Linked DNA regions of Triticum aestivum: region 2 is linked to region 1. A link is a contact called in public HiCAR-type data. All regions are on one chromosome and are shown on one strand. Each heading gives the region's core, a stretch centred on a gene start, on an enhancer-like site or on the middle of the called end of the contact. The rest is flanking DNA. Distances are from core to core; before and after follow the strand shown. Region 1 holds the start of LOC123165612 (wall-associated receptor kinase 4). Region 2 holds the start of LOC123165733 (DIMBOA UDP-glucosyltransferase BX8).

The links. HiCAR-type assays count read pairs that join an accessible place to other places.
Region 2: a HiCAR-type map of leaf shows a contact between it and region 1, with 5 times the contacts expected there. The contact joins the promoter of LOC123165733 here to the promoter of LOC123165612 in region 1. A contact is called at or near these places in 1 of 5 Hi-C or Micro-C datasets (leaf) and 1 of 1 datasets of contacts at active chromatin or transcription factors (leaf).

Annotation. Positions count from the first base shown.
Region 1 is chr7D:593,211,246-593,214,824 of IWGSC CS RefSeq v2.1, forward strand. It overlaps LOC123165612 (wall-associated receptor kinase 4), which reads right to left and starts at 1,443. Exons shown (of 4, transcript XM_044583297.1): 1 at 406-1,443. The coding sequence starts at 1,303.
Region 2 is chr7D:593,442,132-593,445,573 of IWGSC CS RefSeq v2.1, forward strand. It overlaps LOC123165733 (DIMBOA UDP-glucosyltransferase BX8), which reads left to right and starts at 2,032. Exons shown (of 2, transcript XM_044583449.1): 1 at 2,032-3,442. The coding sequence starts at 3,178.

The DNA.
Region 1 (3,579 bases), core at 193-2,692:
AGAAGGTATAACAAATAGTCCCTCCGTAACTTGATATAAGATGTTTTTTGAGACTATCTCACAGTGTCAAAAAATGTCTTATATTAAGTTATAGAGGCCATATAGATAAGGAATGAATGAAGAGTACTTTTAACATGCTCCCTCTTACCCCTTCTTTTCATATGAGAGGTAAGAACGTAAGAGTAAATCTGATCACTACTTAATCAAATCAAGGGCTCAGATCTATTATGGACTCTTACCTCTCATGTGAAAAGGGGAAGTAAGAGGGAGCATGATAAAATTTGCCATGAATAAAATAAGCAATTTAAGGCAAGAGACATTGTTAACAAAGTTCAGAAACCCGACTGCACACGCTATAAAACCACAAATATGTTTGATACTTTGACCGGAGGTGGGAGTAATTACCTCTATCACGGGAGCAGCCATCCAGTATATAGGGATTGCCTTGGTAACCACTATCGCAGAAACAGAGATAGCCGAGAAATGATAACTCGTTGGACTGTGTATATCCGCTGTGGTTGCTGCGACATGCATAGTCTGACCTATTTTGCAAGCTGCCGGCCGATGATTGTTGATCGTCTCGTATTACCCAGGACAGAGCAGCGTGATCACTGGTTATATTAATTGTATCCCACAGGAGGCCACGGGTACTCTTTCCCTCCAGTTTCAGCTTCCCTATCCTCCGACGGACAAATCTGAATTGGAGGCTGGTGACCATGTTCTCGATGACGACGGAGCAGCATCCTGTACCGTTGCAGGTCTGTCTAGCCACCGCATCCGTGATGCCTTCTGTAGGGCATGTCACTGTACAACTCCCCACCATCGTGTTGGAGGAACGTTCGAGCATGTAGGCGTCGAAGTTGCAGCCTGTTATGTTGAGTATGATGACCGGAAGAAAAAGAAAAGATTTCCCAGGAAACCAGGATATGTTGTACACGTCGGCGTCAGATCTCAAGGAGATGACATGGGAAAATGCTGCAAGAAAATCCGTGTTCTGATCTGTACCAGAGACATCGGAGATGATCTCCGTGACTCCGTCTTGCAAGAAAAGCCTGGGAGCAGCAGCCTGCGCGGAGCTGTTCTCGACGCAGCGAAGGTCGAAGTCCGGCTGCCGGGAGCAGCCGGATCCGATGCCGAAAGGGTAGTCGATGCTCAGGTTGCCACAACTCCTTGGACAATCGGCGAGCGTGGCAGTGGAAGGAACCACCCTGTTCGCTTCTTGGCTTCTTTGTAAACCCACCGTTGTCGCCGGCCGGAGCAACAGCAGTGCGAGCACAAAGCGGAGTGCCTCGGGGAGCTTCATCTTCACCGCAGAGTATTTCGGTCTTGGGGAAACAGATGCGTCTATAGAAAGGCTAATTTTTGATTGGCATGGCCTTTCATGGTGTGCTTTATGGAGAGTTTATTCTTCCGCTCTATCCTCACAAACACAGTACAAACACCGACGCTCACAAATATGTCCGTGGCCAGTTTAGGATGCCGGGTTGGGTCACATTTTTATGACCGGAAACTGACCGGCTTCATTCGGTTAGTTTGAGTGAAGCTGTAGATGCTCTAGCATTAGGTGTGTTGTCTATACCGAGTCGGTTCGCGAGCCAATTAGTGCATAAGAGCCAAGGGACTTGACATTATTAGCTGTGTTTAAATCATTTTTTGATCTTTGAAAGGAAATTCTGCACATATATTGTGTAAATGTAGCGCACTATGTTGGCAAAAATGGAACGTGTAGCACATTCAACCCATATTCTACATTGTAGCACTTTTGTGGTTATTTTTGAAAGAGCGGCACCATCGCAAAAGTAAATAAAAACAAAAACCGGAAAACAAAAACAATGAGCCGCTCAGTCCTACTCCCTCCGTACCGGTGCATAAGTCGAAAAATCAAATAATCCCAAAACACTTAAACGCTGTGCGTTAATTGCCACCTCATTTCTTGTTTCTTGGCCTGAATAGACGAATCAACCAATAAAAGACATGGGGCGTGTATATTTTTAATGACTTGAGACTACCTAACACAACATGCACGGATCAGTTCATTACATGCAATAGTATTATAATTAGCAAGTAAAAATTAAGTTATCTCCTTTTCTCCTTCATCTTGATCGCGGTTGACAATATAAAATGAGTTATGCACCGGTACTGAGGGAGTAGCATGAACTTTCAAAGCCAAAATGAAACAATTTTCTGGCAGTAACATGAACTGACACGGCAAGTGAACGATTAGTGGCCCTTTAGCAACTACTCGTCACTTTCAAACTTGCAAGGACCCCGCATATACCAACTGTTCAACGCCCCCTATTAATGGGTTTGAAAAAGATGTTCTACCAGCTGTAGGTTGGCACATCTGATGTAACACTTATGGTACAAGTCTTGGATATTTGCTATTTGATACAATAATTCTATTCAAAACATCACTCTCATGTTGACTGACTTGCTTTAATATTTCGTTTCATTTCCATCACGGGAAGCTTCTGCCTCGGTGGATGACAACGCTGTCTGGTCAACGCATAGGTGGTTGTAGATTGTTCTGCATTAGGCTGGTTGTAATGATAGTATCATAGCTAATATCATGCATGTCAACTAGGCAATTTTGATGAGGTGACATAGAATTAAATGAAGAAAGAGAGAATTGAGTATCATATCATGAAAAATGCTATGCTACTATGTGTCATGCATGACAATAAATAAAGTACTACATGATACTAATATATGATACTAAGCATTAGGATGTAGTATCATACACTAGCATCATATGCATGATACTAGTATATGATACTCCCCATTATAAACCAGCCTTATGCTGGTCGTAATGGTTGTATCATAGCTAGTATCATGCATTGCCAACTAGGCAATTTTGATGAGGTGTCGTAGAATTAAATGAAGAAAGGGAGGGTTAAGTATCATATCATGATACCGTATCATAATAAATGCTATACTACTAGTAGGTGTCATGCATGGCAATAAATAAGGTACTATATGATACTATGCATTAGGGAGGTAATATCATACACTAGTATCATATGCATGATACTAGTATATGATACTCCCCATTACAACCAGCCTTAGCCTCGACTGTTTGGTCGGTATGTCCGAAATTACTGATTAAGAAGCATTCAAGCATTCTTTTTAAATGTCACTTCCATCTTCCTAGGTTACGACAAGTGACACACATCACATTGAATGTGCACCACTTATAACCTGAAAATTTTCTTTTGTCATAGATCTGTTTATTTAAAATGTTTTATCTCTACAATTGTGCTTTCAAATCTCAAATTGTTTTCTTTGTTGGATTTCCCGAGTCGAGATCTTCAAAATTAGATCTCACGCTAATAGGTTTAGACGACCTTTTTTTTCACGAAAAAACCTGACAAAAAAAAAGAACCGGGAGCACTTTTTTTTCTTTTCGAAAGAGGCACAACTGCGCCTCTCACGGAAGCAAATCTGTGCCTCCACGGAAAGTAAACCCATGCCTCTCGCAGAAGGAAAAAAAAGGAAAATGCATTTTTTTCCGTTTTCGATATGCACGCGCGGAAGCAAATGAGTGCCTCTCGCGGAAGCAAAACCGTGCCTCTCGTGGAA
Region 2 (3,442 bases), core at 782-3,281, 230 kb after region 1:
ATACTGAAAACAATAGGCATTTTTATTAAATAAATAATAGGTATAGATACTGAATATTTGGACGACACATATTATCTAAACGATCTCAATGCAATTCTGACTTTGTTAATGGCCCACAAGAAATTTTACATTACTCTACTCCCTCCATTGCTAAATATAAGTCTTTTTAGAGATTCCACAACAAACTACATACGGGTGTATATAGACATATTTTAGAGTGTAGATTCACTCATTTTGCTCCGCATGTAGTCCATAGTGAAATCTCTAAAAAGACATATATTCAGTAATGGAGGGAGTAATAGATAAACGTTTTACAACTCCCAGTCGAGAAGCAATACACTCGCGCATATACCTCTTGATGCCAAGTTTACAAAAAAAAATGAGGATAAACATGACACCAGCACGAAACTGACGTTTAGCTTTATCGCGACTCTTGTCGAATAACATATCTACCATTTTATCGTAGGAGTAACTCTGCTTTATCGGACAATAATCAGATGACTTAGTTCTTGATGGATGGGCTCATGGGCTGAAGCTTTAAACCTAATAAGTATGCAGACCAGTTAGGAATTAACACTTTTCTCTCAAAAAACAAAAACCTAACATTTATCCTATAACATGGGGCAAAATGTTATATCTCGCTTACAGCAAGACTAACATACGCCTCGCTGAATGTTTCACCCCCACGTGTAGGTACTGGGCTGGCCCATTTTCATAAAAAATTTCCTCGTTCGCTAGTTTCGATCGAGTTTGTTGGTTTTGTTAGCTCTTCTGCGTTCTTTCTTTTTCCTTTTTCCGTTTCTTCTCTGGTTTTTCTATTTTTCTTTGATTTTCCACTGGTTTTCTTTGTTTATGTCTCAATTTCACTTCTTTTTTTCTTTGGTTTTCCTTATTTTTTTTGTTTCTTTGTCGGTTTCATTGGCTTTCGTATACATGAGAAATGTTTCTTTCTATACACATTTTAGCATATTTCAACAACGTGATTATCCTTCCTCAAATACTTGATTAACACTTTACAAATGCTTGAGTACCATTTTTAAATACATGATCAAGTTTTTTCATACAGTTAGTATATTTTTTGTATACATGGTCAACATTTTCCCTATACACATTTAAAAAAATTCAAATGTTTGATTACCATTTTGAAATACATGATCAACATTTTCATACACATTGTATTGTTTTTATATACATATTTTGTATACATAAGGAAGAAACTCTATACACATTTAACATTTTTCAAATGCCTGATTAAAAAAATTCAAATACTTGATTAACAATTTTTTAATGAGATTACATTTTTAAATTCATGAAAAAAAATCATACACATTGTATATATTTTTATACATTTTTCGTATACATGAGAAAAAAAATCTATACATCTTTACCATGTTTCAAATGCTTTATTAACATTTTGAAAATGTTTAATAAACATTTTTTAGATACATGATCAACTTTTTCATACACATTGTATATTTGTATATACATGAGAAACATTTCTTCTATACACATTTACTAAATTGCAAATGCTAGATTAATATAGTTCAAATATTTTATAGAAAGTGTTTTTCGTATTGTATATACTCCCTCCGTTCGGAAATACTTGTGGGAGAAATGGAAATTCATTTCTCCGACAAGTATTTCCAAACTGAGGGAGTATTTATAATATTTGAAAGTATAACCAAAGGTAAAAAAAAGAAAGCAAAATACAAAAAAATAAAGAAAAAGGAAAAAAGAGGTTGTTGGCCTTCTGCACGTTGCGCCGGCCCAGTCTCGCCCTTGCTGTGGCGAGGCTGCCCAACGTCTACCTATAAGCGAGACATAGGCACGCCCAAAAAAAGAACCATACCCTTTTCCGTCTGGTCTTCCTGACCACGCAAAAAATTATGGAAAACGTTCTAAATAAACCGGAGGATTTTGTCTGTGCGTCCGCCGCCTCTCCCGCTTGACGCGTGTCCCTTTGGGGCCCACCATCGCTTATCCTCACGTAGCCTTATCTTCACGCGTAGCTCTCCTCCACACATTCGAGTCCTTCGTCAAGATCCATTCTCCTCTCATCCCCGCGCTGCACACTTCTCTGCACCGCGCGCACAGCCGCCGTTGCACAAGCCATTGCCATCTCTGGCCGTCATGCTCGCCCACACCAATCCACCGCCAACACGAACCGGGTGAGGAATGATAGCGACCATCGCAGCATCAGATATTGCCGCCACGTGCTTCATCGCAAGACCCCATCGTCCTCACAGCATCGGACGCCGCCGCCGCATGCGCACAGCGGTGCTGCAGCGGGGCGCTCGTCGGCGGCCCCCGGTGCTGCGATGCAGAGCTCGCGCGGAGGCCCGAAGCTCGGTGCTGCCACGAAACTTCGCAGACGGCTGCAAATGGAGCTTCACTGACGACTGCAATGGAGCTTCAACGCGGCGCCCGGAGCTGCGATGAGCACGCAAAGCTGCAATGAATCTTCACCGGCGCTGCAATGGAGCTTCACCGGTGAGCCCCAAGCTGCGGCGCGGCAGGCGATGCTACAATGGAGCTTCACCGGCGGCTGCAAATGGAGATGACAGGTGGCCTAAGCCGCGATGCAACGGGGTAAGCGCTGCAGTGTAGCACCGCCGGCACCGTCGACAACAGGAATGAAGCTTCACCGGCGAGCCGGAGCTGTGATGCGGTGGGCAGTGCTTCAATGGAGCTTCAGCGGCGGCTACAATGGAGCTCCACCGGCGGCCCTGAGTCGCGATGGAGTGGTGTTGAAGTTGCAGTGTAGCATCACCGGCGCCGTCGACGACAGCGATGAAGCTTCATCGGGGCTGCAGTGTAGCTTCATCTTCGGCAGTGGGAAGGGGGTGCGGCTCCTGCCGCTGAGCATGCAGTGCTGCGTCCATGTGGCGACGCGGTTGGTGGTCGCGTTGACCTGATCCAACGATTGTTAGGAGATGAATCCAACGACGCGCGACCTGACTAATTTTCCCCAAAAATCAGTCGGATGATTTGTAGCAGCCCCAAAACTTATTGAGAATCTAGTACGTCCAGGCCAGAAAGCGCATTCGACCAGGCATATGCCGCTCTGGACAAGAACCAAACTAGCTCTTGCAGGTCGGAGGGGACAGCGTCTCTCTCCGAGACAGAAACACCTCCTCTGCATCCACACAACGCACTCACGGACCTACACAGTCACCCATGGCGCCGAGCAGCACCAACCGCGGCCGCCGCCGCGTGGTCCTCCTACCGCTGTCCTACCAAGGCCACATCAACCCCATGCTGCGCCTCGCCGCCGCCCTGCACTCCCGCGGCCTCGCCATCACCATCCTCCACCCGGAGACCCGCGCGCCGGACCGCCGGAAGCTCCCGGCGGACTACCGCCTGGTCACCATCCCGGACAACATACCGCCGGAGCTCGCCGCGTCCGGGGACGTCGCGTCGTTCGTCTTCGCGCTGAACAAGA